Linked DNA regions of Sus scrofa: region 2 is linked to region 1. The links are chromatin contacts, called in public Hi-C maps. All regions are on one chromosome and are shown on one strand. Each heading gives the region's core, a stretch centred on a gene start, on an enhancer-like site or on the middle of the called end of the contact. The rest is flanking DNA. Distances are from core to core; before and after follow the strand shown. Region 1 overlaps MASP1 (mannan binding lectin serine peptidase 1). Region 2 overlaps LOC110256384 (a long non-coding RNA gene).

Region 1 (5,119 bases), core at 1,663-4,162:
TCTGAAGGGATACAGCTTGGATCACAAGAAACTTTTGGAAGAAAAATCCAGGGACAAAAGTCCTGCAGGGCATCACACTCAGAGAGAGGGTCCTCTGGAGTGGAATCCCTGTCTCCCCACACCTGAGTGGTTTCTGCTAGAAAAAGGGTCTTAGAAAGTACCCAGAGGGTAGAATTGGAAAAAATACATGGACTCAGCTCTAGGTTAGAAAACATTTTCTAACAGTAAGCTCAGTTACGCCAATAGTAGGACCAATGGGTTTGACAAACGGCAAGGAGTGAAGGAGGCCCCTGGGGTAGGCACTCCAGGAGAGGAGTGGGAGTTGGCCAAGAGTTGCTGTGCTCCTGGGAGAGTGAGGCCCCAGGAGGGGAAGGGACCAGCCCAGGGCCAGGGACCCAGGTCTCCTGAATAGATCCTTTTTCCCATACCACTCTGCTGCCTCCCAGGGGTTGTCTTGGGAGGGTGGAAGCAGCGTGTTCCATCCCATTTGGTCTCATGAGTAACATGGAGTATGCCATCCTCAGGAGTGTATGATGCAGCCTTGCAGGGGCTGGGTGGGCTGGAGGCCAAGGAAGTCAGGGCTCACCGCTCCACCTGGAGCTCCCCCAGGCCTGGAGGGGAGCCCATCTGCTCCCACACCCAGTCCACGTAGTTGGAGACTTTGGTGTAGACCCCATACACCTGCTTACTGCCACATTCTTCAGGGCCCCCCCAGGACACCAGGCCTTGAGCCACCCAGCGTTGGCTCAGGTCGTCAAGGATGACAAAGGCCCCGCCGCTGTCTCCTAGGCACGTGTCCTTGCCGCCCTCATAGTAGCCGGCACAGAACATGTTCTCTGTGACGCTGTAGTTGCCTGACCGGGACTCGTAGCTGGTCTTGCACTCGGCGTGCGGCACCACGGGTAACTTGACATACTGCAGGACATCTGACAAGGTCCGCGTGCCGCTGCTGATGATCTCATCCACTGTCACATTAGGATTGGAGATGCCCCAGCCAGCTACCAGCCCCAGCATGTGGGGCGCCGGGCCTTCGGGCTCAGGCCTCGGCAGGCAGACGGGCATGACGTGCGGCCCCAGGGGCACCGGCTCCTGCAGCTGCACTAGAGCAATGTCATGGTTGTAGTTCTGGATGTCAAAGTCAGGGTGGAGCACCACTCGGGCAGCTGAGCTGTTGACAGCCCCGGATTTGTCGCGCACGTCATGCAGGCCCAGGTAGACGGTGACATGCTCCTTGGAGACTGGCGTCACCGTGTTGTCTCTGCGCTGTGAGCGCAGCACGTGGGCTGCCGTGAGGATCCAGGACTCAGAGAGCAAGGCCCCGCTCCCAAACCACTTGTCGTTGGGCACCCTCGACGTGTCCTCCACCACGATCAGGGCCTGCCATGGAAAGAGGCCGGGCTCAGCGTTCCGGCCTCCGATGATCCGCTTGACCAGGTTCGGCAGGGAGCGGGAGGGCTGACCACACACTGTAAGGAGAGGGAGGAGCGGGGACAAGAGTGAGAGACTGGTCAGGTCAGCCAGTTGAAAAGATCCTCTGGGAGAAATTCACATCTCACCCACTGTAGATTATGCCACCATGGACCCCTACTTTACATCGGGGGCCCTGCTAGCCTGGGAAAGCTTGGAATGGGTCACCTTTGGCCTAAAGCTTTCTAGTCTGGCCTATTGGTCCTCTGACCCTTTTGTAGCCAGGGCCATGTATGGACTATTTTGTATGTGGGGCTTTACCATCCTGAACCAATCACTCATGGCCTGGACCATCTTTAGCCAGGCCTACCTCTAGCCATGGTCAGTTTTCGCCTTTCTTCCCTAGAGAGGCGTCTCAGAATCCAGAAGTGGTCCATGCTGTGGGCACTTAGAAAACTTCAGAAAACTGCAGGTCAACAGCTTTGAGAGATGGAAGGAGATTTAAAGATTGTCTAGCAGGTCACAGTAAACACTGGACTGGGAGCTGAGACATGGAAGGCCTTGATGTGGCTTTTCTCTCCTCTGTCCTGTGTGACTCTGGGTAAGTAAATTTCCTTCTCTGGATTTCACTATTTGATCTATTAAATGAGACATTTGGTCAAGGCAATCTTCAATGATCCTTTAAATGTCAAATTCCTTTGATTTTTATTTCTTTTGCCCTGGTCACCCCCATTTTATGGGTAACACTCTCCAGAGGTTAAATGACTAGCCCAAGGTCCCATGGCTATTAAGTTTTGAGTAGCAGGGGCTTAACTAGATTCTAAGATCTATGTCTCTTCCCATATCCCACAATGCCTCATTACATTTGAAGACCACTGTCCTGGGCCCTCTAACCTTTTCTTCTCTGGTCTAAAGGACACATACTCTGAAGGGCTGCCCAGAGCTCCCAAGGTTAGGGAAAGGTGGCATAATCTACAAGCAATGATGCATGGGCTCTGCTCTGAGCCACCCATCATTGCGCCCAGGAACCAGTAGTACCTTCTTCAGAGGAAGAAGAAAGGGCTGATCAAACTTCGTTCCGCCGACTTGTACCCTGAGCATACACATGCACCACCAGCCTCCTGCAGCCAAACGCCTTTGGCCCACGAGCAGAGGGTCTTCAGTACCAGCCCCCTCCCACCAGCGGCTAAGAACAGGCTCTCAAGAGCCCCTCCCAGCAGGGTGCTTAGGTCTGGGGGCTTAAGCCCTGTGTGAATGAGGGCCTCCTCCTGGTTGCAAATTGCCAGGCTACACTCCTAGGCCCTGGATCCTTTCACAATACTTTAAAGACGAAGGAATATTTGTGTTTTCCTTGGCAACTTTGAGAGGTCAGGCTTTCAGCAACTTAATGCTTTTCAGATGCTCTTCTTCCTGATGCCAAATGCTTCTTACGTGATCCTGAGGCACCCTGCTGTTCACCCCAGGCCAGATGTGAGCTGATGTTTGCTAGTTGTCTGTGGCCTGGCCTTTCAGAGTTGAAAGCCAGACTCCCATTTATAAGCAGCAGCTTACAAAGCGACACCTCAACGCAGGCCTGTGACTGGCCCTGTACAACAACTCATTTAGTGCTGGTGAGGGCCATGCCTGTGGTTCAGTCCATGGTCACAACAAAGCCAGTGCTGAATGGTGCCTTTTTCCAACCAAGGGGCCAGTGGCATTCCCCAGGTCACAGGATGTCAGAGCTGGGGAAGCTTGGAGAACAGCCAATTTAGACGAAGAAAGTGAGGCTTCAGAGAAGGCATGTGACAAACTCAAAATCATTAGTGGCAAAGCCAGCAACAGAACCCTTTCTTCTAACTCTAACTTCATTTTTTCCACTAAAGTTTGTTTTTCTTTTTGATAGGATCTTGTCCTTTTAAGAGGCTGAATGATACAATAAGCCTTTGAGAATGCTCATGGAAATGGAGCCATTCTTTAAGGCTGCCACCATTCTCCATCCGGTCTTTCCTGGGACAATGGAATCACCTTGAAATACTAGAGCTTCAGCTGTGCTGAAGTCAGATTTGGGCTCTAGAAGACTGCAGGTTCGAAAGGAGGGCCCTAAAAACAAAAATGTGATATTCTAGAATTCTGGCTTCATTGGGATGGCAGAGTCAAGAAGAGCTCAGCATTGCTTGTGCTGACATCAAAAGTCATGAGTTTACCTTCCAGCTCTGTCTCCATCCTTGGATGAATCATGACACCTCCCTGATGCTTAGTTTTCTCACGTGTGAAATAAGGAGCAAATAATAGTTGCTTAACAGTTGCCTTGGAAAAGTGGATATGTTGATGCCAGATCAAATGGCTTTCTCCATTCTGGCTTTCCATTGGGTTTAATCTTGATGTTTTTGGAGGAGAGAATTGAGAACTCTCTGGCCTAGTCCAATGATACACCGTGTTCTGCTCAATACCAGGTGTTAAAAGAATTTCATGACTCATTATATTCAAGATGCTTTGTATAAATCTAGAGGATGATGAACATTAAGAGTCATAGAACATCACGGATCCCCTGGTCCTGCTTTCTCACTTCTGAGGTATGAAACCCTAACCCCAGAGAGGTAAGATTACTTACCAATGATTGTAATCAGGAAAAGAACTCTCCCAGTCTAGGACCCAGGCCCCTGACTCCCAGCTCAGTACCTTGTCTCCTTCCAGAGGTTATAACATGGCTGCACAGGATGGAATCCACCTGCACTGCTGTTTTCTTTGGCCCACATAGTATTTTAGCGAAATGGGATTTTGACCTTTGGTTTGCCAGAGCTCCACCATTCCTCATATTTTCTGAGGTTTCATCAGCTGTGGCTGTTGGGTGTGCTCCTGCCTAAGCCTAACTGAGATGATGGCCATCAGCAGAGTGTGGGTGGGTTGACCTGTCCCCTGTTCCAGCTCCTTGTGAGTTTTTTTTTGAGTTCTTTCTTAGACATAAAACCCTCCTAAATGAAGTCTCCCTAACTAGTCCTCATCCCTCTACTCCCAGACAACCACATGCAGGGACTTCTTCTTTCTCTTGGATGGCATAGCACCTGTAATGGCCAAAGCTGATGCCCAAATGTTATCACTTACTTCAGTTCTTAAAGATAATAGTAGACTGGTCCATAGCCTTTCCATTTGAATGTCTAATTCTAATGTTAGAAGCCTACTGAGTGAATATTGATGGTTACTAAGATAGGCTATTCAAATAATACACTATCTCAGTTTACCCAGTACTCTTATTCAGTAAAATATGAATGTCAGCAACACTTAACCATACTGCAAAGCTCTTGCTGTTTGATCAAATGCACCTACACTACAGCTCATGGCAACACCAGATCCTTAAGCCACTGAGCATGGCCAGGGATAGAACCTGCAACCTCATGGTTCCTAGTCGGATTCGTTTCTGCTGCGCCATGATGGAAACTCCTTCCCAGTGCCATCTTGAATGATTGCTTCTTTCAGTCACTGCTATTCTTATTTCTTTTATAAGTGTAAATATCTATGTTGTAAATATTAAATTTATTTATTGTGGGTTATTGATTTAACCTTATAGTGTATATTTGGGGCTATAATTTTACCAATCAATTTGAATATATGTATAGAGTATGACTGTGATATGAATCAACTATAATTTGAATGCTAATATAAACATCTGTAAACTATCCTCCAAATCAGTATGCACAGGGGCACTTCCTATTACCAAAAAATTCTCTTTTCATTT
Region 2 (5,119 bases), core at 1,439-3,938, 64 kb after region 1:
AATGGTTTTATTTAAAACAGGATGAAATGTTAACTCACTGGTGCCCAGAACTAAATGTAAGATCTCTAAGTGGCTAGTCTTGAGAATGACAGAGGCCGGAGGCCAGAGTCACTAATATTAACCTTTAGGTAGTTGGCTGAAATGCACACAGCACAGCAACCTGCATTTCACCTCATAGTTTTGCCTCTGTGTATTATTTGTGCCTCAAAATCCTGTTGGGAGCACCCAATATTGACTTTAGAAAAACAAAAACCAAAAAACTAGCAGAGACACTAGGATTCAGAAAAATCGATTTGGTCAAAGTCTTACCACTTGTGGAGGCTGCAGAACTCAGGAGGTCAGGAGGCGGTGGAAAGAGCTCAGGCTGGGTACCTCTTTACTGGGGACTAGTAAACACGTGTGAAGGAGGATAATGCCTACTTTGTGGAGATAAAAATATACTTCCTTAAATACTTAATATAACTTAGCTATTCTTCTCCCACCTCACTTTCCACTAGAGCACAAGGGTGCTGACAAACAGCCACAGGCAAGCTCCCACTTACTAGTCCCCCAACCACAAGGATCAAGCTGGAAACAAACCAGCCTGGAATGGACTTAGTACTGCTCCCCTCCTAGCTTGTGTGTCCTGGGCTTTGGCTATTTCCCCCAGTGCTCTCTTCTCCTCCCTCTGCCCTGGCTGTCGGCACTTCAGCCTGGGCCGGTCCTCACCTGGCTCTGGAGTCTTCTGAGGGGTGGGGGGGAGAGAAAAAAGAGGACATGCTGGAGCGCCTCTTCTCTTGTGGGGTGGTCACTGCTCTGATCTCCCATCCCACCTCCTCCCATTGGCGACACTCTCTCCGGGCCTGCACACCCTTCTTTTCTTTGGCTCCAGCTCTCAGAGCCAAGCTCCCTGGCAAGACTGCTTTCCCTCTGGAACATGGGGCCTGTAGTTCGCCTCGGGTTACCGAGAACCCATGTTCGCAGCAGCATCACCTGAGGATTTGCTGGAGGCCCACATTCTCTGAAGTCCTACACCAGGACTAATGAATGAGAGCTCCAGTGCCAGGGCCCAGGAATCTGTGTTTTAACAAGCTCCTTAGGTAATTCCCATGCACCCAAAGTGTGAAAACCACTGTCTTAGGGAATCAATGCAAAAGGATCTGAGTATTCACATCTGCTGCTTCTTTATTTTTGTCTTTTCATCTTTTCTAGGGCTGCACCTGTGGCATACAGAGGTTCCCAGGCAGGGATCTAATCAGAGCCACACCAGAGCCACACCAACACAGGATCCGAGCTGCGCCTGCAACCTACACCACCGCTCACCGCAACACTGGTTCTTTAACCCACTGGTGAGGCCAGGATCGAACCCACAACCTCACGGTTCCTAATCAGATTCATTAACCACTGAGCCACGACGGGAACTCCTCAGCTCTCCTTCTTATCAAGCAGGTGGAGAACTTCCCAAGTTGCTATTAAAGGCTGTGTCCTTGCTCCAGGAACAGGTGATGGGAATGGGGAGGGGGAGGGGTGAAGGAGACGGTGGGTATGGGGAGACAGATGGAGAGTGGGATGAGGAGGGGGGCGGGGAATGAATGGGGAGGGGCTTGGGGACATGGATTGAAGGGGGAGGAAAGGAGGAGGAGCTCTAAGACTGAGCTCTGATCTGCAGGAAAGGAAGGGGCAAAGGGGCAAGAATCCTGCATTTTCAGAGTATTTATGACTGGGCAGGTACTTGGCATCCACTATTTCCTTTCATTTTTAATTTAACTTTTTTTTTTTTAGGGCCACGTCTGTGGCATATGGAGGTTCCCAGGCTAGGAGTCGAATTGGAGCTACAGCTGCCAGCCACAGCCACAACAGATCTGAGCTGCATCTGCAACATATACCACAGCTCACAGCAATGCCAGATCCTTAACCCACTGAGTGAGGCCAGGGATCAAACCCACAACCTGATGGATACTAGTTGGGTTGTTACCACTGAGCCATGACAGGAACTCCTCATCCAGAACTTTTATGTTTGTGTTTGTGTTTTACTCTTCCAAGTTCCTCCTCACTCAGAAGAAAGTTCTCAGATCTCTTCTGAGGAGACAGAGAAGACAGAATATAAAACGAAATAAGAATGGAAAGGGTTTTTTCAGCAGGAGAGATGGGTTTCTGCTTTTCCTAGAAGCACTGTTGCTTCTCCAGGGACTCCCCATGCCCTTCAGCCCAAAGCTGTGCCATCCGAAGCCACCTGCACAGGTGGGAAGGGAGCTGGGGCAGCGTCCCAGGGACTGCGAACCTCATCAAACCTTGCGCCTGGGAGGAATCGCAGAGGTCAGCCACCCATTCTTCATCTGATGCTTGAGTCTCTGTCAGCCTCTGCTGGGAACTCGCCCCTATTCAAAAGCTTCGATAACTTGGGAGTGCTAGAAAGTTCTTTCACTGGACGTGAAAACAGGACCATGCCTTTTTGTTCACTGTGCTGTTCCTCCCCACCCACCCCCACCCCCATGCTCAATAAATACTGGTGGAATGTTGGATGAATGAATGAACTAATGTGCAGACATTCTGCCCAGTTTGTGTGGTTAGAAGCACAGTCTTCCTCTGAAGGAAGGCAGGGCCGGGGGCTGCCTGGGATGCTGCCACCATGACCCAGCCCAGGCTGTGCCTTGCTGAGGGCAGGAGCCCTTGGAACTTGAGATGGACGGGAGTGCTCCAGGCTAAGGGGTCCCTGGAGTGGGGAGACCACTCTTTCAAGTGTTCTGAATGCCAGGGCCGAGTGGCAGCCTTCCTCCATGGCCGTAACTTACTACATTCCTGGATAAGTTGAGGAAATTCAATCCATATGTTCTGGGGTTATTTACACGATTCTCGGAGTTGCCGCAGTTGTGTAAGAGTCACTTGACGTCGATGGGGTGGCTTTCTTTTTTCCATTAAGAGAAGAGTTCCTGAAGAAAAGCCAACTCCACTATCCCTGAAAAGGGAGGGGCAGAAGCACAGGGAACAGTCATCTGGGGCCGCCCCACAAGCATCGCAGAGTCTGGGGAGACTGTTTCCAGTGAGTTTCAAAGGGGAGGTCAAGGAAGGAGGGAGATAGGACTCCTGCTGCCTCTGGGACTCCTGCCCAGTTGTGTTCCCACGTGGGCTCTACCAGCTGCCACCAGCACAGCCTCAGTGGCGCAGGGGCAGTTAGAAACAGATAACGGAATTGCTTAAGAACAGGGAGGTGCATCAGGAAGATGCAGCTTCCAGGAAAGCCATGTAGGAGTGCATTTTGGCATTACTGTGAGTTAAGTTACTCCTTCCCCTTGGCCTCAGTCTCCCTTCTGTAAAATGTGAGGCTGCACTTTGCCCTACCACCCTGATGAGTCCTAAGAGAGCATTCTAGGACATTCTTTTGTGTCTCATTGTGAATATTATCTGGTAATGCCCAGATAAACATTTTTCAAAAGATATTTTTACCACAATCCTCAGTAAGAAATATTTTGCACAGTGATCTAGTATACACAACTGAAACAATGTTTTCACAGATGGATGCCTTACCCCTCCTACAAGGTTAGACATGTAGATCAATGGAATCCCACCCAGAGAGAGTCCAGAAATAAACTTATACATTTTTGGTCAAGTGATTTCCAAATGAGGTGCCAAGGCAATTTGATGGGAAAAGATATCTTTTTTTAGATAGTGGTAGTGAGTAGATATCCATAAGCAGAAATATACACATACATACACTCACACCCTTACTTCACGTGATATACAAAAATGAATTAAAAATGGGTTGTAGGGGAGTTCCCATCATGGGTCATCGGAAACAAATCTGAGTAGTATCCATGAGGACACAGGTTCGATTCCTGGCCTCACTCAGTGGGTTAAGGATCCAGCATTGCTGTGAGCTATGGTGTAGGTTGCAGACGCGGTGTGGATCCTGCATTGCTGTGTCTGTGGCATAGACCAGAGGCTACAGCTCCAGGAAAAAAAAAAAAAAAGAAATGGATCGTATATTGATATGTAACAACTAAAAGAAAGAACTACGTGTACATGTCAACAAGGATGATCCCCGTGAACTTTATGTTAAGTGAAAGACGACAAACGTGAAAGACATTTTGTGTTTCCATTTATGCGAAATTTCTAGAAAAGGGAGAACATTAGATACAGCAGATCAGAGGTTTACTTGGGCTGTAAGGCTTCCAACAGGTGTGGGAGAACTTGGTGGGGTGACAGCAGAGTTCTAAAACTGTGCTGATGGTTGCACAGTCCTATACATTTGCTAAAAATCATTAAAGTATATACTTACAGTGGGTGAATTTCATAATATATAAACTATAGCTCAAAGAGACATGACCATTGACAAAACCAAACCTAAAGGATAAAGACGATAAATGATTTGTTCATTTGTGCTGTGTTCTTTGGCCATGATGAGTTAGTTCCTAACCCCTTCTTCCTCCCTTATTAATCTCTCTTTATAACATCCATACCATCACTGCACATAGATATATGACTCATAAAAACTAGTCATTTGAAAAGATTAGAAAGAATAGATACATAGTCATTAGATTTATATTGAAAACAACTTTTTTAAGAACAGGAGTTTGTAAATCTAAGCACGTCTTCCAACATTATGCAACACCAACAACTGCCATTGGTAGACCATAATTGGACATAGTTTTGTGCACGTAGTTTATCATACTCCCCAAAGGCACACTCTAATGGTTCTGAATGCTTATAAAGCATAGGGAAGAATGTTTTGTGTCTCCTCAGTAGCTCAGGATGGGAACCAGACACTCCAAAGATGTCTTAACCAGTTCAGTGGCTTCTAAACTCATGGACAGCATCCCTCACCGCCCCCAAAACCAACTCAATCGGAATCTTGGTGGAGGGGAATTTTAGAATTCTTTAGTCTTGAAAATATTTCCCAGGTGTCAGGAAGATTTGTAAGCATGATGTGATGAAATCACTATAATCAGATTTGAAATAGAACGCAAAATACTGGTTTCCGGTTATGGTTAAAACATCAAGCTTTGCAAATGAGTGACTTCAAAAAAATGTACAAAGCAGGATATAGACTAAGCTGTCTCAGCAACCATAACCACTCCTCCTTGCCTTCATACATTTAGAAAGGGGTGGAGGAAGAGCTGGTAGGCTGGAATTCTGCAACCCC

The links. A called contact is a pair of places that touch in the nucleus more often than the background predicts.
Region 2: a contact with region 1 is called in a Hi-C map of embryonic fibroblasts, with 1.7 times the contacts expected there. The contact joins two enhancer-like sites. A contact is called at or near these places in 1 of 5 promoter capture datasets (liver), 3 of 47 Hi-C or Micro-C datasets (embryonic fibroblasts and fibroblasts) and 1 of 2 datasets of contacts at active chromatin or transcription factors (skeletal muscle).

What each region holds. Positions count from the first base shown.
Region 1 is chr13:124,979,724-124,984,842 of Sscrofa11.1, forward strand. MASP1 (mannan binding lectin serine peptidase 1) reads right to left here. Exons shown (of 11, transcript NM_001184947.1): 11 at 264-1,466. The coding sequence ends at 583. Among named protein-coding and RNA genes, the nearest start is that of MASP1, 46 kb to the right of the region's middle. Within about 2 kb of position 2,913, at least 7 of the 83 cell types and tissues checked have an H3K27ac peak or open chromatin away from gene starts, as enhancers often do. A contact at or near this core is called in embryonic fibroblasts, where this site is marked.
Region 2 is chr13:125,043,988-125,049,106 of Sscrofa11.1, forward strand. LOC110256384 (a long non-coding RNA gene) reads right to left here. Exons shown (of 4, transcript XR_002337796.1): 4 at 1,945-2,935. Among named protein-coding and RNA genes, the nearest start is that of MASP1, 18 kb to the left of the region's middle. Within about 2 kb of position 2,689, at least 6 of the 83 cell types and tissues checked have an H3K27ac peak or open chromatin away from gene starts, as enhancers often do. A contact at or near this core is called in embryonic fibroblasts, where this site is marked.